2 separate regions of the Hordeum vulgare genome follow, and region 1 is linked to region 2. Evidence: chromatin contacts called from public Hi-C data. All regions are on one chromosome and are shown on one strand. The core of a region is the stretch at or near the end of the contact, and the rest is flanking DNA. Distances in the headings are between cores, read along the strand shown. Region 1 has its middle 70 kb from the start of LOC123416361. Region 2 has its middle 31 kb from the start of LOC123416345.

What was found. Hi-C and Micro-C count contacts between places; a contact is called where the count stands out from the background.
Region 1: a Hi-C map of leaf shows a contact between it and region 2, with 3 times the contacts expected there. The contact joins two enhancer-like sites. A contact is called at or near these places in 3 of 6 Hi-C or Micro-C datasets (leaf and seedling).

What each region holds. Positions count from the first base shown.
Region 1 is chr1H:478,900,515-478,907,030 of MorexV3_pseudomolecules_assembly, forward strand. No RefSeq gene overlaps it. Among protein-coding and RNA genes, the nearest start is that of LOC123416361, 70 kb to the right of the region's middle. Within about 2 kb of position 1,972, at least 3 of the 3 cell types and tissues checked have open chromatin away from gene starts, as enhancers often do. A contact at or near this core is called in leaf, where this site is marked.
Region 2 is chr1H:478,845,289-478,851,372 of MorexV3_pseudomolecules_assembly, forward strand. No RefSeq gene overlaps it. Among protein-coding and RNA genes, the nearest start is that of LOC123416345, 31 kb to the left of the region's middle. Within about 2 kb of position 2,638, at least 1 of the 3 cell types and tissues checked has open chromatin away from gene starts, as enhancers often do. A contact at or near this core is called in leaf, where this site is marked.

The DNA.
Region 1 (6,516 bases), core at 722-3,221, 55 kb after region 2:
CCACTACGACAAGAATAGTTGTTCCGAAGAATATTAAGAAATTCTCACATTTGAAAAATAAAGAGCTATTCAACATATTACATGCCATAAACTTTAAAAATGTTAGTGCATTTCAAAAATATCAACATATTTTGGAAAATTATCAGTGTATTAATAAATTGTAAACGTGTTTTTGAAAAAATATTCGTCATCCATTCCGGAGAACTACGACATCTATTAAAAAACTATCGTGTAAAATTATTATATTTCTACAAATATCTTTTAACGCATTTTTAGAATATATTATTTGTACACAATAATTATTAATACACATTGAACAGTTTTCAAAATACAATGATGTTGCTTTTAATAATCATATATTTAAAAAATAAAATTAAGACACACAATAATTATGTGTGCTTGTGGTCCTGAATGAAGATACAAAAAAATTAAACAATATTTTATAAAATACATTGAACTATTTAAATCCACATGATTCTTCGAACTACTCAATAATAAACATAGAAAAATGAGTTAAATGATCGCATATTGATAATTATCATATTTATATATGGGAAAATTTCCATATAATAAAAAGAAATAGTAACTTAAGAAGAACAGGATGAAAACTATAAAGCGATATGTTGGCTATATAAGTTTCCAACTAACTATTGTACATAAAATACTTACTGTTAGTCCCGTGGTCTGAAGATAGCATGTTGGATACCCATTCAATGACGTATTCTATTCGCCTAAAAGTCAGACATACTTTATTTTCCCACTATTATTAGCATACAGAGTATTTAACTAAACTTCGTGCGGTTTTCTGCCAAGAAAACATCATGCATTTCGCTCGACGCTTATTCCCACTGACATGTGGGCCAACCATCAACTGTCACGCCACACAAACAACACATACGGCGGTATACGTGTGGGGGCACTGTATATGCACCGTGCAAAGAAGTTATAGTATCACTCTTTTGTATTTGTAAGTTTAGACACTAAACTAACCGCAATCGATAAGTTAAGCCACCCGTGATGTATTTAACTCTTTGGAAAAATGGTACTCCTTCCATCTGGAAATACATGTCAAAGAAAATGAATGTATCTAAACGTATTTTAGTTTTAGATACATTTATTTATATTTATTTTAACGACAAGTATTTTCAGACGAAGAGAATATATACCTAATGAATAATGATATGTGCCGACATCATCACTTATTGATGAATATGGCAGGCAACCCATCAAATTGTGTGAAGCGTACTATTTTTGGAAAGTGGGAAGCATGATATTTTTGCGAGATCCAGATTTGCCACGCTCTTTGACTCTTCCACGATCCTTTTCTCTTTGTAGAGAAAGAGTTGCATCATATCATATCGCTGCAGCGGCGCACAGAAGTGGAGCTCCCAACACCAACTGTCGATATGACGCGCTCGGTCGTGCCCTGTACCGAGGTGATGTCCGTACGACGTGTCCAATCGCAGTATCCCGTCCTGAGGCCATGCCCGTACAACGTGGCCAACCGCAGCGTGGGAGATATGGAATCTAGCTAGCCAGTAGAGTAGTATATACTCCCTTCTCTTCGTCCGGAATTATTTGTTACACGAACATATAAAAATTGATGTATCTAAAATTAAAATACATCTTGATACATCCATTTCTATAATAAATATTTTCGGACGGAGTGAATACATATATATATATATATAGCATAATAAGAGCCACAGCGACAAGGAGGAACACACATAACTGAGCCATCAGCCATGGCCCAAGGCCTAGTAGCCTTGCCGTTGCCCAGGCACACGCACTGGCCTTTGCTGTGTCTCGTCACCGTATGGCCCGAGGCCCTGAGAAATTTTTGCTTCAGGACAAACGAAGAAGTAGCTGCTATACGCTCTGTTGCACCAACTAGCTGGCTAGTGCTTATACATAAGCTAAAGGGGACACGGGAAAGCATTTGGCATGGAGTGCTCTGGCCTCTGGGATCCGGCTGACAGGCCCTCGCGTGATCTACCACCTATCAGACGTGCGGCACCGATGCGATCGATCTTGTTCCCCTACTCTACTCCTTTTTGGTTTTGGACGCCTCCCTCTGGAATCTAGCGCGGGCCGAACTCAGCAGTGGAGGCGCTTTAGTGGACACTTGTCGACGGGAGCCGGCGTCCGCGTCGCCCGGTGGAGGCGGAGCACGTGATGGCACCTGCGTGTGTCGCAACAGTGGTCCGGCTTCCGCTTCTTCACGCATGTTGCATGGGCACACGTAGTGGCTGGTGACCATCGGTGGCACATGCCAGTTGATGCCCACGGAAAGTCTGGTAGGAACGCCCGCAACGTCATCAGCCCCCCGCGTGGGTTCGCATGGGGTCGCACGGGCTCCGGACAGTAACTTGAGCGATCGTCGGCTCGTCGGGCATTAATTCCCTTTCAGTTTCGGGCATTGATACGTAGACGTGGCTCCTTCTTTGCTCGCACCGAGATCAGTCACACATGCATCAAGTGTTCACCGATGTGGTATCATAGACTAGGATCCGTAATGCTCGCTTCGAGTTCTATGCAAGTGTTCATAATGCAAGACATATAGTAGCACTTTATTTAATATAATAAGGTATCATGATATAATATTCAATTCTCTCTTTCTTCATTTAGTTCCGTGTCACCTCATCGAAATTGTCTAGTTGACATGTATGATACTGTCTATGATACTTCCATTACGAGCAGCCTTAGATTTTATGATTGAACCTTTTTCTCCCGGGTAATTTATGGTTGAACCTTGAGGAATAGAAATAAAGTTAGAACATCCAATGCCGGAAATAACAAGTATGATCCTCTAAACACCCGAGAACGCGCCCTTATTTGCCCGTCCGTGCAGTCACATTCTTCGTTTTCTTTCTCATATGTTCGATCACTTGCACGTGATTAGTGCAACGGTCCGGGATAAGGTCGCGTCCTACGTGACAGACTGACCAGACGGACACGGTGCGTCCGCGAGCCCTCATGTCCTTCCTATATGTAAGATGGATAAAATGGTTCACGGACAGCCCAGGCGTATAAGGAGGATATGAGGGGTTAGTTTTTTCTTCTTATCTCATGTCCGGTCAGTCCAGACGCGTTCGCGGGCGTATGAAGGGTCATTTGAGGCGTCCGATTAGAGCATCTACAGCCGGACCCCTTAAATGACCCCTCATACGTCCACGAGCGCGCCCGGTCAGTGACTGAACATGAGAGAGAATGTAAAAATTAATCCAACTGAATTCCTCATATCGTCTATATATGTGTGGACTGTTCGTGAATCCTCATATCCATCATAAATATGGAGATGATATGAGGGCCCGCAGACACGTCCGGGGCGCGTCCGTTCAGTCCGCCACAAAGGATGTGATCCCACCAGTCCACCACGGACCATTTTTTCTATTAATTCTTTTCATTCTCTCTTTTTCTCTTCATCAATCACGTGCAAATGACTGGACATATGAGAAAAAAAATAAAGAGTGTTCCTGCGCGGCTGGACAAATAGGGAACACGTTCGGTCAATGACCGCACGTGTCCGCGAACGTTCTAGGGGTCGGATTTGCAAGATCCGACTGTAGATGCTCTTATAGATGCTCTTGTTGTTAAAAATAATAATAGAAACAGAGTCCGCTTAAAAATACCTAGAGAAGGCAGAAATTTCTGTCAGAAGATTACGAGTAAAATGCATTGTTGCCTCCTAAACTCGTTGGCTAGGACCAAAACAGTCCTTAAATTCACAAAGTGTATCAATGCAATCCTTATACTTGAGGATATCGACTCAATACGGTCTCCAAACTTGGAGCACCAGTCCTAAGATATGATTGCACATACAATTTGCGTATTCACCAGCCCACCAGACATGCCACATCAACTGGTCCAACTCTCCATACACGTGGGACCCACTTGTTAGTGGGCGAGACAAGAAAATGACTAATATTGACGTGCAATGTGAGTCGAACTAGCAGACCTTGAGGTTGGCGTAATGCACTCGCGAGCTGATTAACTAAACCACCGTTCATTGTTGCTTACTAAAGAGATGCAACTTTATTCTCTCAACGAAAAGGAAAATTAAATGAAAGTCACCTAGGAGGCCATTCGTCTCGTGGCACACGGCTTGGCTACTCATCCAGGAGGTCGTTCGTTCACGCTAGACGCATGCCCGGGAGGGCATTAGACATGGAAAATAGCATATGCGGCGTTGGTGCATAACTACTTGAGCTTGGCAAGGACCTCTCAATGTCAATGGTAAACCACGACCCAAACTTCCACCACCTCGTGGCACCGACATGATGTGCCAAGCTCTCCGACGATTCTAGTCACATGTCCGGACAACGGGAATGTATGTCGGCTGCAGAGACGAAGATCAAGTCAAGGACATCGATGGAGAGGGAGATCAAGTCGAGGTCGGCACGAACATCATGAGATGATCGAGGTTGCTACACACAAAAGAGAGCATGTCGTACATGCCAACGATCGGCTATGTCGCGGGACTAAATGGCTATCTCTAGTCCCGGTTTGTGATACAAACCGAGACGAAATGGGCTCGTGGGGCCCCAGCCTAACGCCAGCCTGCCATCATACCTTTAGTCCCGGTATGTATCACAAACCGGGACTACATGTATAAAATGAACCGAGATTAAAGATGCCCGAGCCCCCGACCGCTCCTAGGCATTGGAACCGGAACTAATTAATGATCACATTAGTCCTGACCAAAATCAAACCGGGACTAATGATCCAAACATCAGGTCTATTTTGTACTAGTGGCGGTATACATCCAACAGCTAGCAAGCCTTGTTACGTAATGCATTGGCTATGGCAAGAAGCGTATCAAGCAAGCGAGGGCTAGCCAGACGAAGGTACGAATCGAAACCTCAGAACCTTCATGGAGGCGCCGTCTTCGGAGGTTTGTGTGTTTAGGGGAGAGTTGTTGTGGATGATGGGATCCATGTGTCAGATCTAGCAGCAGTAATAGTGTGGAGGTTGGTAGGAGGAGTGGCGTTCTATCTACCATATCGATGACGACGAGTCTTGGCAGCATGGTGAAACTGAGCATCGACGACAGATGCGTCCGGATGGACGAGCGCGGGGCGGTGGCATTGTTGGGCGCCGTGGTGACTTCAACGAATGACCGGACTCACAAAGATGATGCGGATATCTTCTCTGAAGATGGGTCAGCGACTTGATGATGGTGATGACCTTCTATAATGTGTCCATGTGGTGTACGCTTTAGGTTTCCTGTTCCGACTGTAGGTTCCGATACGTTATACAGATGGATCAAAGACGACAACAACTGTAGATATGAGGAGTGAAGGCACTCCTCATTATCGAAGTTGTAGGTCTGACTGGTGCCTTCGGATGGCTTGATGTATGTTTTTGACAAAACTTTGTTAAATAATGAATAAACATGGTCGTATGGATGAATTGATGCAGAGGCCGAGGGTTTTAACCTTCATTTAAAAAAACGGTTGACGGTACATCATACGATCACACCAATTTGATCATTAGACTAAAAAGGCAAAAAATAACGAAAGCAGCCAACAGTTTACATGGTAATCATATGCGCGTATGTTGGCATGCCCTCGTGGCCGCACATTCAAATACCTCTTTTCAAGCTATTATTTTGTTATTCTTTTTCGCGCCCACTTACGTGTGGGTCCTACAGAGATGGAGAGAGGGGCCAACTCACGTGAAATGCCCAGTTGGTTGTTGCATACATGAATTGTATGCACAATTGTATCTCAGGACCGGTGTTTCAAGTTCAGGAACCATATTAAGTCTGTATTGTCAAGTATGAGGACCACATTGATACACTTTTTGAGTTTAAGGACTGTTTTGAACCTAGTCAACAAGTTCAGAGGGCAACGATGCATTTTACTCGAAGATTACAAAGGGAAATTCAAAAAACTACGACGAGCAGCCCTTTGTCTTCTGCTCTACCGAGCGCCATCCCTACGCCAATCTGTGTACGTGACTGTGGCTCTATCCTGTACTTTCTTTCCCTATCAATCCAAAGCTACGTTTCCAAGCGTATTCATGAAAAACAAAATAGTGAACATCTACGGCTAATTCGCCTGATTTTTTTTTTTGCCATCAATCGATTTCATCTTTTATCTCGCATCTTCTTCCTACCACGAAAAAAAGTAATATCTTCTTTCTTCAACACTTGCCTTCTTCTTATTCCCCACCCCGATATGCCACCTCCACGGTCCTAACTACTTGTGGCCGGCATCGTCGGTCCGGGGTGAGGCCTCGTCTCCTTGTTCTACCTGAACCGCCACAGAGGCGGAGGACAAACTTTTTGAAGATGTGACGAACTGTCAACTAAAATAATGAAGCAAAAAAAAAGTCAATTCATATTGAAGCTTTCAATGATGTCTAGAAGATGCATCCAATGGCACTGTCCTACCCTTCTTATAAAAATATTTCTAAGTTTCTGACGCATAGGCACGGCAAGTCAGTCATATCATGTGGCATGGATGTTGAGCTATCTAAAAAAAGCAAGTGAATCATACCATTTGGTATGGA
Region 2 (6,084 bases), core at 1,388-3,887:
TCGCTGAACATTTTCAAAATTCGATGAGCTTTTTCAAGAAACGATGAACTTTTTTCAAATTCGATGAATGTTTTTTAATATTAAGTGAACATTTTTTTGAATTCAATTGAAAAATTGGATAAACTTTTTAAAAATCCATGAACTTTTTTAATATATATATTTTATATTTTCATTAATTTTTTTCTAAATTTTTCGTTTTTATTTTATTTATTAAAGTCAACGTTTATTGCCCCGGTCCAGCATGAGGCTCTGCACGCGCCAGGAGCAGGAACCAGCGCCTGCAGCGCCTTATAGGATCACCCGGTTGGGTGCTTCAATGCAAACAGGTATGCTCTCGGAAGACCATTATATAATTTTATAAAAAAAAGCTGTAAAATCTAAAAATATTTTATTAGCAAAAATGATTATGTCTTAAAAAATGCGTCTAGTATTTTTTGAGTAAAAACATTCTTGGTGCTTTGGGGCAAAAACATATATCTAATTCTACTTAGAGCAGGAGCCTTTGTTTTTAAATATATTTGCACAGTTATTCAACGTGAACATATTTGTTGTAAGAAAACGTATTTTAAATTTATATTAGCTATTAAAAAAATGAGGCCTAATACAACACTAAAAAAGAGAGACTAATGTAATCTCGCGGGCTTGTGAAGACTGAAGATCACTTTATTCATCGGTATGCATGGAACAACGAGAAAGCAGCTCGTGCGGTTTCTTCTTTATTACTCACTTCGTTCTTAAATATAAGACCTTTTAGACATTCTACTATGAGCTAGATACGGATGTAAATAGACATATTTTAGAGTGTATATTCAATCATTTTGCTTCGTATGTAGTTCGTAGTGTAATTTTTAAAAGGTTTTATATTTAGGAACGGAGGGAGTAAAAGAGAAAATAAATACTACTCCCTCCATCCCATAATAGAAAAGCGTTTTCTACATTAATGTAGCATCAAGAACGCTTTTGTATCATGGGATGAAGGAAGTATTGCGTTGCCAGTATAAGACGAGGACTAAAACCTCATAAGATAATGCCATGGTAGACCAATCCATGCAGTTGAAGCCGAACCCAGCTAGTCGTTAGTAATGGTGCTGTGGGTCTGGGCCTCCGGGAACCGTCCTCTTCAATCCGCCGAGCGTCCTCCGCACGTTCCACTTGGACGGCCGGACGCCAACCGGTTTGCTGCTGGCGGCGGCGTGTGCAACCGCCGGGTGTTGGATCAGACGAGCTTCCGGGACGGCGACGAGCTGCGCGCAGACGAGCATGACCACCAGGACCACAATGCCGACGCGAGCAGCCGCCATCTTTTTCTGGTACTCTACTTGGAAGCTCAAATATACGGCAGCTAGCGAGCTGATCTACCGCGTGCGTGTCAGTGTGCTGGAGGTGGTATATCGGTACGTGTATCTGATCTGTCCACGGACAGGTGTACTTATATATAGCTCCTAGGCGCGTCGTGACAGTTGAAGCTTTCTCTCGATCCTTTTGGATGCAGGACGAGCGGCGAAGCGAGCGAGAACATCCTAATGTCCACTACAACCACCACTAGTCGCCATGGCGCAGCAAAGTTTACGGCCCTTTTGCGCTTATGGACTCGCGATTCTGGTTGGCCTGCACACGTTTTTCACCTATATGTTGGCTAGCTGCCTAGCTGCACCGAGCATACGATTTGCTGGGGATGATGCCGGATAGTGACTGAAAGTTCAGAATGAAATGGTATGTGAAAAGCTTTTGGGCCTTTACAGTAAAATATAATCAACCTTAGTAGTCATCAGTACTTCTTCTACGTGCTAAAGTTGCTAAGACCGCTGTTACAGTCTGAGTGGCTGCACAACCGACGGCGCGTCGAAAGTTGATGGATCCGTTGTAGTTCATGGGGCGTCAACTTCTGGTTTTACCACTGAAAGAAAGCAATCCCTTTCGGAAGCTTCCTTTCCCGTTTTCCTAGGAAGATTGAACAAACTCTTCCCTCCAAGCTTAATCGACGAGCCCGTAGATTTGCCTCCCCTCTACATGTCGCCCCGGCTCCGTCTTTTGGGACGGACGATGAGGCTTTTTCTTGAAATTTGTCATGCAACGGTGATGTTAGAGTTGTGAGATTTGACATGTATTTTAATCTATAAAACGGTTCAACGACGAAAACTACGGCTCTAGGGTGTTGGTCCTTAATGACATCCACAAAGACTTTCTGGCTGTCAACGTCAAGAGCAAGCCAGCTCCGGTAAGGGAGTGGCCTGCTATGGCGGCAATAGTGATCATTTGATGGCCTTTGAAATCTCATTATAATTTTTAATACGTTTAAGATGTTTTATACTTTTGATTAATTTTATCATTTTTGAGGAAAGGAACTTCCCTTACCTTCCCATATGCTAATTGCTCCTAATTAATGTTTTAGGTTAGCTCTGGCTCGCCATTGCGAGTGGGTTGACCATATCAAACAACAAACGGCCTTTCGCACATTCGGAGCAGCATGTTTCCCCGTGTGCACAGGATCGATGTTCTTGTGTCGCCTAGCTACTTGTCGAAATGCATGCCGAGTGGCCACGATCCGACGATCGTGAGTGAGCGGACGATCGGTCCGTCGAAAAGTCCACACTTGGACAGCCTGAGTAACTGTGGTATGCCATTACGACTGAGCCACCGCTTTGCACTGATAGGAGAGGATTGCCCACTGAGCGTTACTACCAATTAATCGGTCATGTGCTTCGTCAAAAGCTTCTGTCGACGTTGAGCGGTCGCTCAATTTTCGATCGACGAATGTGACATTTTCTGTTGCAAGTTGCAACTCGCAGCGCACCGTCGATCTTGTGGTCTTCATGCAACTGATTTGCTTGGATATATAATCTTGCCCTTCGTGGCCATTGACACTAACCATTTACAACTCTATTGGGAAGTACGGAGAAACCAGTAGCGCTGCATGCATCCATACCTGATATCAGCGGAAAAGCTACGAACCTTTGCGCAATAGGGACAAGCAAATCTCATATGGGATCCTTAACGGTTGCCACTTAACTTTTGTTTTAAGGTTATAAGTGTGGACACAATATTCAAATGGCATGCATACCTGATATCAGTGGAAAAGCTACGAACCTTTGCACAATGGGGACAAGCAAACCTGTTTTGAACCTTCATATGGGATCCTTAACGGCTGCCACTCACTCAGTAGTTTGTAATAGTTATATAACTTTTGTTTTAAGGTTATAAAAGTGGACACAATATTCGCATGGTTAAACCAACAACATTCGAAATCAGATCGGGCCTCAATGGTAAAAGCATCTATGCATCTATAAGCGACCCCTATAATTTAGAGGAGGATATGGCTAAGTATACTTTAGCGGAGTATATTTGTTTGAATTTTTATTCAAAAGGACCGGTCCCCGAATGTAATTGCGAGAATGGACCACCTGCCACACAAAATGTGAGATTGGAGCCCCCCTCTCCTGGCGACAGGCGCGTCAGGTGACGCGTGGCACCTGCCGTCACGGTGCGAGGCGGCCTATCCTGTTCCCGTTTCGCCCACTGGTTCCCGACGGAATGAACAGAGGCAGTGGGCTCGGCCACCACTATCCCAGGCGGCTGCCGTCTACAACGCACGCGTCGAAAGCTGCCTCTAACGGCGCTGATTCTGACGATGCACACTTCGTTGAAAGATGCTGCTGCTTTTTGTCATTCTGACGATGCACACTTCGATGAAAGATGCTATTGCTTTCTGTCATTCCAATGACGCACACTTCGATGAAAGATGTTGTTGCTTTCTGTCAAAAAAAGACATTGATTTTTCCTCATGATGCCCTAGAATCCAATGCGTGTAGTGTATTTCTCCGCCTGATTTTTCGTCCGTTCGCCTCTATTTTCCCACCATTGCACTTGTCATCTGATCCTATAAAACGAGACACTGCAACTCTCTTCGTCCACCGTCCAGCCACACTTGAAAATACCAACGCGCTAGTCATTATGAGTTTGCCTCCGGGGTGGAAGTATAGCGTTGTTGGTGTGGCGATCTCTGCAAGGAGAAGGAGGTGGCGGATTTTTCGAATTGGTTGGGCATGAAGTTTCTCATGTTGCGCCTATTATTAGGAAGATCCGCCCGTAGCTAGTTCACCGTATAACAAGCCTCCGGTATGCTTCAGTCATCAAGAATAAACACATTGCTGATATTATTGTTGATTGGATATTTATATTTCTATTTTTGTTGTAATCTCCTTCGCCTCTGGGCGTGTACTATCGTTGGATTGACACGAAAATACTGGACTGGACGGTGACTGAAATTCGTGAAAGAGGTTATCGTGCATGGGAAAGTTTGTATGCTGAAGAGCGCCGCTAGAAGGCGGCAACAGAGGAGAAAGCAGAGCAAGAGAGAGAGTGGAAGAGTACTGTGCGAAGCAGACATGTTTTATTGATGAGATGCGGAAGAAAAACCAGGAAGAGGTACTTCGACTAGTGGAGGTGCAACGACAGCGACAAGAGGCCCATGAGGCTGAGAGACAGAGAAAGAAAGAAAGGGTTCATGCGGCCAAGGCAGCAGAAGAAGCTAGTGATTGAAAAGGAAAATATCCACGTTGGACTCAGTAGATTTATGTTATTGTAAAATACGCATCGCAACAAGTTGTATCTTAAAATTTGCAGCAAGTTGTATCTTAATTTTAGCAAGTTGTATCTTAATTTGAACTTGTTAATTTTTCCCGCCTCTCTTTCCCGTTGTTTTTCCCACCTTTTTTTCACCCCATTTTTTGCCGCCAATATTTTCCCGCAATTTTTTCCTGCCACTTTTTTCCCGCCATTGTTTCGTGCTTCTAAGTTCCTGCCTATTCTGCTCTTCGGCACCTATAAAACCCCCCTCCACACTAAGGTGGGTAAGGAGTGTAGTCTGTTATCTTACTCTGGTCAAGATGTTCCATTATCCTTTCGATCGTAGTTTTCACTTTGGTATGTCCCAATGTCTTCTGGGCTTAGCTAGCAATTTTAAGATAGACAATAGAGTAGTGGCAGGCTACTGAATGAGCTTGTTCACACATTAGCTAGGAGCGGGTGGCCTCCGAGGACCTTTGAAGAGATACAAAAAGAACTTATGAGGTTGAATGGAAGATGGAAGAGTGATGTTTCTAAGTGATCCTATAAACTAAACTTCCTAATTATTTTTGCCAAATCTTTCTTCTGTTAGTTTACATAATACTCCCTCCGTCCATAATATAGTGCATACAGATTTTTTGAAAATTCAAACTTTACAAACTTTGACCAAGTTTATAGGAAAAACTATTTATGTCTACAATACCCAATATTTAAAATATGAAACTATGTCTTATAGTGAATCTAATGATATATGTTTGCCATTTCAGATGTAAATGTCTTCCTTGAGAAATTTGTTGAAAGTTAGGTTTGATTTTTCAAAAACTCTATATGCACTATATTGTGCACGGAGGGAGCACATTTTAACTACATATTTTCTCACATATTAAAACAAAACATAATAACCAAGGTTCACATCATTCACAAATATTACAAATTCAAAGTTTGGAAAGTAGGTTATTCAAATTAAAACAAACGAAAGGGTTGAAATGATGTAAAGAGCATGCTAAAAGCACAACTACAAAGTGCTATGGACATGCCGCCGATGCTCTACTAGTGCAAAATCGTCCTAAGAAGACACATCTATCACATACCTTTGGACCAAACTATGTGCGATACATGCACCACAAACAATACAAAAACAAAATTGTTAGAAACAAAAAGATGTGTGTGCGATGGCTGATCCATCGGACACGATTCAGAAATAAGATGCGTGCCTGATATACACATATAATTCAATCAACATTACTATTTGTGGTGAGCAAAAATAACAGAGACGATTCCCTACCGACAAATGTGTGTGATATACAACAAACTGTTTAGTCACGAGAATAGTTTTTTTTCGAACATGCATTAGAGAGTACTTAGGGATGGAGCTAAAAACCCTCTTCTAGGAATATTTTTGTGTGGGATAGATCCTTATCTAATGAATATCCTATACTATACAGCATCATACTTTCAAACGAATTATCATGCAACACGTGAAAATTGTATGTTGGGACTACATAAATACCAGGAGAA